Linked DNA regions of Rattus norvegicus: region 1 is linked to region 2. A link is a contact called in public Hi-C data. All regions are on one chromosome and are shown on one strand. Each heading gives the region's core, a stretch centred on a gene start, on an enhancer-like site or on the middle of the called end of the contact. The rest is flanking DNA. Distances are from core to core; before and after follow the strand shown. Region 1 overlaps Kifap3 (kinesin-associated protein 3). Region 2 overlaps Kifap3 (kinesin-associated protein 3).

The links. A called contact is a pair of places that touch in the nucleus more often than the background predicts.
Region 1: a contact with region 2 is called in a Hi-C map of liver, with 7 times the contacts expected there. The contact joins two enhancer-like sites. A contact is called at or near these places in 10 of 12 Hi-C or Micro-C datasets (the A7r5 cell line, the Rat2 cell line, Schwann cells and 5 more) and 1 of 1 datasets of contacts at active chromatin or transcription factors (oligodendrocytes).

Annotation. Positions count from the first base shown.
Region 1 is chr13:78,787,180-78,792,975 of GRCr8, reverse strand. All of the region lies in intron 19 of Kifap3 (kinesin-associated protein 3), which reads right to left. Among named protein-coding and RNA genes, the nearest start is that of Scyl3, 22 kb to the left of the region's middle. Within about 2 kb of position 3,870, at least 6 of the 93 cell types and tissues checked have an H3K27ac peak or open chromatin away from gene starts, as enhancers often do. A contact at or near this core is called in liver, where this site is marked.
Region 2 is chr13:78,710,407-78,716,703 of GRCr8, reverse strand. The region is part of intron 10 of Kifap3 (kinesin-associated protein 3); the gene reads right to left. Among named protein-coding and RNA genes, the nearest start is that of Kifap3, 42 kb to the right of the region's middle. Within about 2 kb of position 3,838, at least 7 of the 93 cell types and tissues checked have an H3K27ac peak or open chromatin away from gene starts, as enhancers often do. A contact at or near this core is called in liver, where this site is marked.

The DNA.
Region 1 (5,796 bases), core at 2,621-5,120, 76 kb before region 2:
TATAATATAAAGAACATTTGGAATTTGATTTTATAAATCTACAAACTTCATTGACACAGAGGAAGCAGAAGATTGAATTCTGTCTATATTTGTAGGATCTGAAACAAGTCCTCAAGCAACATTCACTAATTCTAAACTGGCAATGATTCGGGAAAAACAAAGTCTGGGAACGACAGGTGGCGCCGTACATGCAGCACAGTGCAGGGAGGTGGCAGCCAGCAGGAAGCCTTGGTGCACTCAGGTTTCCTGGAGAAGAGAGAGAAGCACCTACCTCGGCCGTCTGAGGCTTAGTTAGTGCATGTTTGCAAAGCACTTTGACATCCTTGGGTGGACAGTGCTGCGTAAGTGAAAAGCATCATCGTTATCTCGCTATGATTAGATCAGAGCAACCTGATTTTTCCTTCTTTAAACTAAGGCATCAAGACAAGTACAAACCGTAATAAAGTCATTAGTGGACGTCAGCATGAGAGAGAATACTTTTGATCCATTTTTTTCATGAGCACATAGGCTCTGAGACTGAAAATATTTTAAAACAATCTTGTTTGTACTTTAACTCACAACACTGCTGCCAGAGCTCACTCGGACCTTGTCTGAACTCCTAGACACGCGGCGTTTGAACTCCATGAAGGCAGCTTCCATGTGTGGGTATGGCAGACCGCTGGAAGGTTTATTATACTCTTCTCAAACCCTTTCCCTGTAACCGCAGAATTACTCTTTGCAATCATACATGGAGTCTATTCTCCTGGTCACTACCCTGTTAATTTAGTCATCGGGACACAGTCTGTCCGCTTCATGTTTTCTGAAATAACTTAAGAGTTTCACTAAGTATCTATGATACTTTTGATGTGGGTGAGATCACTTCAGCAGCTGAGAGCCACACTACCCTGATGGTGCTCAGTCTCATCTGAACCAAGTACAGCACACACGGGGACCCCACCTCTTGGTCTTATTAGTGCAACCCAATGTGCATGAACAATGTACTCAATAAGACTGTAACTTGAACGAAGAGTATCGGGATGGATGGACGAGTCTGGAGAGACAGGTAGGATTGCACGGGCTAAACGAGATGCAGATGGCATAGAGGCCGGAGTAAGACACAGTAGCAGCCAGAGAGCAGCCCGCGGTGCGTTCTGGTTGAAGTCTCAAGTGTGTGGTATGAACTAGCACAGGACTTCAGGTCTCCAGTGACGAGTGGACTGAGGTAAAACTCTCTGGAGAACTCAATAGTTTTGAAAAAACCTATCCTGAGTTTTAGAAACTTATCTATGGTTAAAAAAAAAAAAAAGGTGTTGGATGAGCTCAAACACACGTCAAACATTTAGCAGGGAGTGTATCTGCCCATGCCTCGAGTCCTGTAAACAACAATCAGCAAATTGCTACAGTTCACAGCAAAGGCTGTGTGTATGTGCAGTGCACTGTGCCCACACTTGTGGAGGTCGGACAACTACTTGTGGGAACGATGGATCTCTTTCTTTCCGTCCGTGGTCCTGAGGCTGACCTGAGCCTGTCAGGTTTGACAGCACGTGTCGGGGGACATCCTGTTGGTCTATCTTTCTAGCTTTTGAAATGAAAGTTTAGTTACAAAACTTTTCTAGGTTGGAACTGAGAGCTAAGACTGTGGTTTTAAAACTGACTCAAAGTTTTAATAACTACAGATAATCTGAATGAGAGAGCCTTCCCCATGAGTAGAGGAAGTACTTCATGAAATATTCCATGGGGCTGTCAGACAGGTTAGGAAGCTAGTTTGACTTTAATAGTAAGAAAATTCCATGTTTTTGAAATCCCTGGTGTAGGAAGAGAAATGCCACACAAGTAAATAATACCTAATAAGGTCTCAGAACGGGCGCCCAAATGTAATTTACAAAATCGCCACTAGATGGCGAGCTTGTCTTACCACTGTACTCAGAATGTGCCACTGAGTTTTAAAACAGCTAATTGCATTTAAACTATTTAACACGCATGGAGTGAAGTTTTGCTTCCTCAGATAACTAATGTCTTCAATTTTATAAGTGTGAAATAATCTAGTTCACACAAAATAGGAAACACCTGTCCCTGAACGTAAAGTCTGTGACCGTGGGGCTTAAGTGACTGTCTTCCACACTGACTTTTTCTTTTCTTTTTTCTTTTTTTGTGACAGTGTATCACTGTGTAGCTCTGGCTGGCCTGGGACTCACAGAGACCAGCCTACCTCTGAGCTTCCCAAGTGCTGGAATTAAAAGTGTGAGCCACTATGCCTAGCTTGCTTGCAAGTGAAAAGTTAAACCTGCACATTAAAGTACTATTCTGACTGCATAGTTTGAAAACTGTCATGGAACCAACAGCAAAAACGTTTATGTCTTTTGTAAGTTTAACTGTTGTACACATGTATTTTAGATTTCTCTAAGGCATTAATTTGTTTTGAAATTGAATCACTGTATCATTGAGAAAATGAAATGCAAGAGTATAATTATGCAGTCTTTTAATGAGTCTGTCATATGTACACACACACAAAGACACAGTTTAGTCGTAATTTTAATTTCCTTTTGTGTGTTGTATACACATAATTATATTTTGCCTTTTATTATTAATAAAGTGAAACATAAATAATACTCAGGGGGTCTGTTTTCTTTGTGTGTGTACCTGTGTGTGCCACATGTGTGCAGGTGCCTCCAGAGACCGGAAGTGTTGCATCCCCACAGCCAGAGTCAGATGTGGTTGTGAGTTGCTTGACGTGGGTGCTGGAAACTGACTCAGGTCCTTTGAAGGAGTAGAAATTGTTCTTAATTACTTAGCCAGCTTTCCAGCCCCATGAATAATATCTTTAAATGAAATTTCATTTTTTCAAAATAAAGGGCAAATTATGTAAGTATTGGGTGGGAAGCTGTATTTAAATCATTCGTCTGGGACTCATTAAAAGCATTGTTAATGACATCCGTCAGCTGGAAGGGGAAAAGACTGTGGGGCGGATTCCTCCAGTTAGTGACTATGTGATGCTTCAGATAAAAACGAATTCACACCAATGGACGGGCGTGTGTAAAAAGTGTCTTTCATTTATTCCGATTGGTAGTGAAATCCCACTTCTCTGACTTCCCTGTAATCTCAATTAATACTTGTCCCCGCCCACTGCAGACCTACAGTTTCCTCTGCGGCACCCTGACCAGGTCCAGGAGGGAGAGAAAGAACAACTCTGACAAACAGTGACATGCCCACTCCTGGGAGTCCTGACGGCACAGCACACAGTGCATGAAGGGAGAAATGAAGGAACTTAGAGACTTGTCTTCTTAGCACCAATTGAGAGAGAATTAGATGTTTTTATTTCACTAGCCCAGAGTAATGGCTAACACTTGTCGGGGTAAGAGTGGGCTGTCAATCAAGAAGGAAATCACAAGCATTTCCATACATGGAAGTGGTTTCTGAATTTGTCTTTTTTTTTTTTTCAAATCTGCACGTCAAGAGCCCTTCCTCATTAGCCTCATCGTCCCCTTTACTAGAAATTCTTTCTATTCTTGTTTTATTTGTTCTGGACATTCAAGGAAAATATTTATAAATTTTGTATTGTTCTGATTTTAGACTGGCTTTCCAAAGAGAACAACAGTTGATGAAAGGAGCTGCGGCTACTAACTAGTTCCTCCCTTCTCTTACTTGTAGCGCTGGTGCCTCAGACAACTCGCTGTATCTGACTCTCAAGCTGAGGTGAGAAGCCGCCTCCGCCTGCAGTGCTCTCTGGCTTCTAGAGAAGTCTTTTAGTTAGGGCACAGCGTCTAGCTCTCTTTGACTACATGTCTTCAATTGTGCACGAGAACTTTCTGAACCTACTGGCGGGTTCTGTGCTGTCAAGCAATGCCTCGCACCCCGGCACGTACCGAGTGGCTTGCGTAAGTTCCACATCAGTAAACTGTCATTAGCACCTCCTTCAAATAACTGCTTGCCTGTCACTGGTCCCCTGTCACTGGCCACACTCATGTGATCTATCACGATGCCTTTCTTCTTCTTAAGGCACAAAACTGTCAGACGTGTCACGTGCAGAGGATCGCCTTGGTAGCAATGTTTTCTCAGGGACAGACTAACCAGCCGTCTGGTACCGAGTGAGTTAAATGTGAGCACCCGAGCTAATGACTGTGTAATGCTAACCTACGTTGCTGGTTCATTTTGACTCTTTAAAATATGAACTGTGTGTTTTACCCCTTGCACTCTCTTAATGATTTGTTTTCAGACTGAAACCGCTTCCAGCCGTCAGTTACGCTCCAGGCCTCTACACATGCACTTTTCCAAGCACAAACATTTCTTTTTCCTATTGGTCTGCCAGCCCTGTCAGAGCAAATTTCACTTTAAACTAAATGCTATGATGCTTAAAACCTCTTGGATTACTTGGGCTGCTGGTGTGATCTATGACCTTCCAAGAATGACAGCTGAACTTTCCAATTTGCTTACACTGCTCGGGGAGCTGGGAAGCAATGCCAAAAGGAAAACGCTTGTGATGTTTGAACAGAGAGGAACGTTCTTGTCGGAGGTGGGGCAGGAGACTATTAGGTACGGAGGAATACTAACAAGGAATGAAAAGAAACTAAACATGCTGTAAAGTCAATGCCTTAAACAACCCAAAGTTAGCACATGAGCACTACCGCGCTCTAGCCGGGCACGCCTAACTGTAAACTGGAAATAACCACGTTTAGTTACAGTCATCTAAGCACCAAGCAGAACTCTAGTTAGACTACACTACTGAATGAGTAAGTCCTAGAAATGGAAAAGAATCTTAAATCATCCTGATTAACAGAGAATAACAGGCTATATCAATCTCTCCCCTTTCTTTATAAAATAGAAATTTGATATCTGAAAAATGTCAGAGGCAATACAGCCATGTAACATGGATGTTATATCATGGATGATATAATACTAGTCTCTTAAATGAAAAAAGTGTTATTAACTTTCTGTGATAACTCATTAAAACTCCTTAAAATAATTAATATAGTTTGGGAAAATTTTAATATAGTTTTGAAACTTTTCTCTTTGTACATCAGATAAGACATAGATGGTTATGAATGTTTAAAAAACCCAAATTGTCATAAAAATAAGATTTTTAACATAAAGCTTCCAACTTATCTGAGACTATTCAACAATTTCTTTCCTTTATTTTGCTGAATAATAGATCAATCATGTCAGTGATAAAATTCATATACTGGCTTGTCAGTAAAGACTTTTTGGAAGATAAATTAAACTAAGAAGTAGTTCTCAAAACTTATGAACAGAAATATGTAGATTACAAAATCTACAGCTAAACTCATTAAAAATCCATGTTTAAAGAACTAAGCAAAAACATCTGAAAATTTGATTGTAAGCAAATTTTAAGTTGTAAATATATGAAAAAGCATTCTTGCCTGCTTAGTCTACTTTTAAGATGTATGTAGGGCAGTGCTACTGTACCCTGAAGCTGCGAATTCAGCCACTTCAGCAGTGAGTACAGGAAGCTGCCAGATAAATGCTGCAGAGGACGGACTCTAACCTGCATCAAAGCGCGCTCTGCATTCACTCCAGAGGCTTAGCCCACGAGAACACACTCAACAGTATAGCTCAATCCATTTTCTACACAAGTTGAAGGTTAACTACGGACTGTCTGGTACAAGACTTCTGAAAATAAAACAGGACATGACTGTCGTCTTCACACACAGGGCTAAGGAAGCCCTGACCCTAGGCCAGGCAGACGGAGTGTAGACAAGGATGTGGAAGCTCAGGATTTCTTACGGACACCTGTGCGGTACCTTGAGTTGTTCTTAAAGGATTATGGGGACACTGCAGACCTTTTCCCACTATCAGCGACAC
Region 2 (6,297 bases), core at 2,589-5,088:
CTTTACAGAACAGTATTCCATGATTCCTTCAAAGTGTGGTTACTGCCGTTATGAAATGTAACTTCTCATAACACAGCTGATGCTGGAGCAGCTGTCAGCCTTCTTGCAGGAACCAGCGTCACAATCGACCAGCCTCTTCAGATGGTCATGTTCCAATCGGGTATCTGGGCTTGTTCCTGTGCTGGTGTTCGTCTCAGACACACCAGTCTTTACCTAGTAAAACATCTAGGCAAAGCCACAGAGAATCTCCACAAGCATTTGCCTGGTCCATGAGGAAAACTCTGAACCATGTTCTAAAGTTAGTTTTCAGTAAGAGCATCGAACGTTCCCCTGTAACTAGGGATTTCCCTCACCTCCCTCCCCGTCACCTCCCAAACCTGACTCTTCTGACATAAGGAAGCACTCTTGAGACACATCAGTGCCACATGTCTTAAGGAGTTTTGACAGGAGAGTATTTTTTTTTTTTTGGTAGTCTGATTCTTACATGAGCCAGAAAACCAAACCAAACCAAACCAAATCAAAACAAAAAAGCCCAAAACCTTTAAACACTCTGAGGAAGTCAGCACCACCGACAGCCTGAACCTGCCGCGTGAGTAGAGCCAAGCTCTCCAACTCTAACTTGATTTGCATTTGTCGCGCTCACTGACTGAAGCACATGATACACCTCTCCAATGGTCAAATAACCAGACACACAAGCTCTGGGTCAAAGTGCAGACACCACAGCAAAGGACCCTTAGAAAATACCAGGAAAGTAACAGGAAAAAAAGAAAAAAAAAAAAAAGAACTCAGTAAGTCTGACAACAGTCAAGCAAATAAAGACATAGGAATATTTATATGCAAGATTTTTCATATAACCAAATAAAATTTTGTAATCATTTTAAGAAATAAGCCTTCTTTTTTCCTTGATTAGGAACAGAATAAAACTATTCAAACAAACCAATTTCAGTAAACACACACATATAATGATTTTTAACATTTCTTATTATCAATTCCTTTATGTGTCTTTGGCATTAAAAGAAAAAGAAAGAGAAAAAGCAAACTTCAAAATTCGTAAATGAAATACTTTATATGATAAAATATTAAAATATTTTTGTCATATTTAATCTTTGGGTCCCCCAGAGCCACCCATGCTGAAAGAACGAAGTCCTGTCCTTTGCTGTAATAATTATTCAGACTACACAACATTCTTAAGTGTTCGTGTTACGTGAGCTCATTACTCAATCACACTGAAATGTGCGTGGCCTTTAAGGTCATTCTCACAGGAGTAGGGGTGGCACTGCAGCAGTCGCATGCCCAGGATCCACAGCTCACTGTGCTTTAAAGAGTCAAGTCACCTCTTACCAACAGTAAGAATTTTATACTATGGAGCCATCAAATCAAGATAACACAATTAAAATTGCTAACACTTTCACTAGGACAGCATCAAAATCACTTCTGAAAACTTGCACTTCAAGCATGGCATGGCCCTACAAAAGTATTCAAAAACAAGGTTTTCCCACTTGTCTTTCAATTTCTATTTCATGGAAATCACTCTTGGAACAGGCCAAAACATAACCTAAAATAACTCATTGTACGAAATGTTCAACACATTAAAATAATTTAAAAATAAAAAGAAACTTAGAAAAAGATCAGAAACAATGATATTTCTGAAGGGCTGGAGGAAAAAAAGTCTAACTATTTCTGTTAAACATGTTTTAGTGCTGAATAGTAAGTAAATCAAACAGAAGACATAAAATTAATGAATACAAAAAATTATGTTAAAAATGAGAAAAACACATTACATATAGAAAAGATAAATACTGTGTTGTAAACATGTTAAATTACATATGCTAAATGAAATATGTATCATATATATACATGCAGATATATACAATTGCCCCCTGCGCACATACATATCATATTCATGGCAACATTGTGTTGCAACAATATTAAATACCTATTATTCTGAGTCAAAGTCCTAACCTTTTCAAACCATAGCTTTGGTAACAGTCTCTTACTATACTTTTTACATAAGCTTGATAGCCAAACATCAAACATGTTAAATAGATCACTGAAAAACTCCACTCAGAAGCTCATCCTCTTACGTTAGGAACTGAAGATTCAATTTTCTATATACATAACAATACGCTACACGGTCATATCAGAAAATCAGATATACACAAAATGCAATTTCTTTGAGCAAAGCGAAGCAGGACATTCAAGGAAAGCAGGTTTGCTCATTCAACCAAATTACAAGCCCCATGTAGAAAGCTGAAGGCATTATTACCAGGATGAAAGCCTTGAGGAATTTATTTGGAATTCAATTTTTAAAAATATACAATTCATATAAGTTCAGTTGTCAGTTTCCAAAGTCTCAGGAGATTAGAGCTAACACATCGTTATGGGGGGAGGGGGGTTGCTGCTCTCCACATGCTGCTGGTGCAAAAGAAACAAGACATGATGGCTTAGCGGAGGGGAAGGAAAACTGCATTAAAGACAAATACACCGTCTTGAAGCCATTCCGAAAGAGTACATTCTTGAGCAGACTAATAATATTTATAGCCTTAAACTAACTATAAATTATCTTCAGATTTATAAACCTGAATGAAGGACAGTGATAAGTATGTACACACAGCAGAGGTAGCAGAAGAAACCACTTTTGCTAAAATATACTAACTCATAACTCAGCCCACAGGGTAACTAAAAACTAGATAAAATGCCTAGAATTTAGGTACTGTCCTAAAACGTGGGATTAAAATCCCAGTTACCTGGGATTGTAGGAACAAGATTATCAATCAGTAAGCACCTTTATGATAGGTGCTTAAGAACCTTCTAAATACCCCTGAATAGCTGGGAGCCAACAGACTACCATCCAAATGAAGACCATTCTCTATGATAGTGAGAAATCCCACCTTTACCACTGGAACTTTGCTGTATGACTGCAGAGGAGCAGAAATGAGACAATGATCAACAAGGCCACACCTTGTCCAATCTGCTTATGTGTGTGTGTGTGTGTGTGTGTGTGTGTGTGTGTGTGTGTGTGTATGTCTTTTCCCTTCCCCAATTTCCTCTCTTTCCAAATATGTACCTAGGGCCACTGAATGCTTTTATGTATGTCCTTTGCAGTATGCTACATTGATTACATCTCCTGTGTGGCTTTTCACCCCTTACCTCTCTTTAATTGGTATAGCAGGTAGCCAAAGATAAGTCAGCTACATCTTGAAGTGTTGGGGCTCTCGTCCTAAAACTTCAGTAACAGACTTAAGTGCAGTCACCTTAATTTATGCTTTAATCATATCACTACTACTTTAAGAGTACCTAAAAGAGTTTAAAGAATACATCTGTAACTGATTTTAAGAGACTTCTTGCAAACCGAAAGGCTATATTTCCTCAAAAATCAGACATTGAAAACCACTCTTCAGTGTGAAGATGTGTCAGCCTGGGGCTTTTGGGAGGTGAATATATCATTAGGAGAGAGCGCTATGTCTGTTATGGAAGATAACAAGATTGTAGGGCAAAATGTGGGTAGACGCCAGTGGCAGGCTTCCCACTCACACAGTGGTCAGGCATATCCTCATGAGAGAACCCGCTTCCTTCCCAGAGCGAAGGAAACCAGGTAAGTTATCACAGCACTTGGTCTCAGGGTAACGATTACAAAGATGCACTGAAGAAAGCAGGAGGAAAGCTTTTGCCTGCGTCTCAGTTTCCCTACACACAAGCAACACAGCAGCCAAGGAAACATCTCCCATTTGGGCAAGAAAGGGAACTCCTTCCATAAAGCAAGAGCTGACACGGTGTGAACCCACAGTGAAACAGTCCTGAATCCAGCTCCATGGCAGGTGTCACCAGGTCAGTGGCCTTGGCCCTCTGGACTATGTTTGCCTTGACAGTCAAGTGCCCTGCCTACTGTCCTTTCCTCAGTTTTGTGCAATAGAACACAGGGAAGGACTCTGCTCTCTGGATGGCGGAAGAGTTTAAATTAAGCCCAAATCAGTGCTAAGTGAGTGAAATTCAGCATCAGTGAATGCAAATAGTTCCTGCTTAGTGTCTATAGACAGAACCTCCAGTCCTGCCTGTTGGTATACTGATACCCCAGACAGAACTGTATCCTTGCTAAAGTCACCTGCAGCTGGCTGCATGAGTCTCAGGTGGGACTCGGTCACACCACTGACTCAACTGGACCTGGGCTCTAGGTGTAAGTGGCAGTAGGTGCTCAGGACACTGCCAGCCCATACACTCTCCAAACCCAGGCAGCGAAGATGAGAGAAGAAAGAGCAGGTACCAAACTGTTACTTCAGAATTTTATCAGGGATCCTCCCATGGTCAGATAAGTATCAAATAAAATACAGGAAATGAGTAAAAATGAACATTGTGTCTCTTGGCTCCAATAAAGGTTTGAAGTGGCAAAGTATCCTTTTTAGGCATTCATAAACTCCATCTTAAACAATATATCAAGTTCACATTTGGCCAAGTTGGCTTAGGGCTTCTACAGCAGAAGCAGTGCAGGTAAGTAAACCAGGTGGGGACACATTGCAAATTCATACTTAGGGCACCATCTAGTGGTGATACAGCAATAGTGACCACAGGCTCAGAGAAAACTAGAATCCTCATTTAGAAGTCCTAGAAGGAAGGGACAAATGACAAGAGAATGGCTTTTATCGAACTGTTAAAAGCATAGGTATCCGTGTGATTCCAACAAGCATAAGGAAAATTTACAGACCTATGATCTCACCACAAGCACAAAACAGGGCCAGAAACTGAGCAATGTTTATGAACTCATGGAAAACGTAAAATTGTCACTCACTGAGAACTCAAATTCAGGTGAACACACAGGAAAAATGTCCACAAGCGCTTACGCATAGGGCAAAGAGGAGCAGCAGGAAGAAAGGAACAAAACTCAAACAAATCCTTGAACTGGAAAGCATATAAAACGAAAGGGAAAATGTGACAGAAGACACCAGCAGCAAAACCCAGGGTTCAAAGACAGGCTCTGCAAACAGAGCCACAGGAGCCAACAAAGGTTGAGGAGAGGGATCTGTTGTGCCACTGTTGGGAGTCATCAGACCAAACAGACTTGAGAAGCCAAAGCAGTAGAAAGTTTATTCAAAGATGGTAACAGAAAACCCCTAAACATAGAAAGACATTCAAGTAGCTACATACACAAAGGCCAAAGATTACATGTCAAGTTCACAATTCATAAAGTTATAACATAAAACACGTATGCCAGCTTCAAAAGCTAAAGACAGGATTCTTAAGGAGCAGGAAAAAAAGAAAATAATATTCAAAGGTGTCCCAGTCATCTGACAGAGGACTTACAGCAAGGCCCACAGGGACAAAGCAGGGACGGGCAGCATGACGGGTTTATGGTAGTGCAGGAAGAAAGCCTGACAAAACAACAACTATGTTAGCATGCTAGGAGCTACGAAATGTTCAAAAGAGGTCCTATGGGATATCAAAAAATTCAAAATGCAGGGAGGGTTGGAATGTAAGCACACTTTTATTTGAAGGCAAGAAAGGAACTACAAAGAAGAGAACAAAGTCAATTTAAAAAGTTATAAAATGGCTCTAGGATATCCCGACATGAATAATGACATTAACTTCAAACCAGGCAAACTCTCCAGGTAAAGGACAGAATAGCAGGGATTTATTATTTTATGTAGGAGTGCTTTATCTGCATGTGTGCATATCCATCCACACGTGTAGGGGGTCAGACAGGCCATTAGAGCCTCTGAGGCTGGAGTTACAGACGGTCCTGGGCCACTTGCCCAGCCAGCTGTCTCGTCAGAACAGTGAATTATTTGAGAGCCCCAATTAAGGCTCACAGCATTGTTCAGTGGGTAAACACATACACTTGTCACTCCGCTTGACAGCTGGTTCAACTGCTGGGTCCTACATGGTGGCAGGAGAGAACTAACCCTGTAAATGTCTTCTGTTCACCATGTCCACCTGCGTGGGACGTACCTGCATCTCCTACCACACATGTATGCACACATTACACATGCTGAAGTACATGTAACAAAAATGAAAAGGTTCAATCATGGGATGAATACCTTTAAGAATACATGTATACTACAAGCTACTGGGAAGAAATGGGTATTTCACACACACAGATTCTAAAAAGGAGTTATTATCTACATTTACATTGGAAGAGGTAGTGTTTTAATTCACTTTAGATCCTGACCGCAGTCCCTCCTCTGCACCCCTCCCCCACCATCCCGTTCCTAGCCCCTCTTCCCCAGAAGAAGTAATTTTAATCAAAAGCAACAAAAAGAAACATGGAAAGTCATTCTATAATGATAAGGGGATCGATCACCTTAT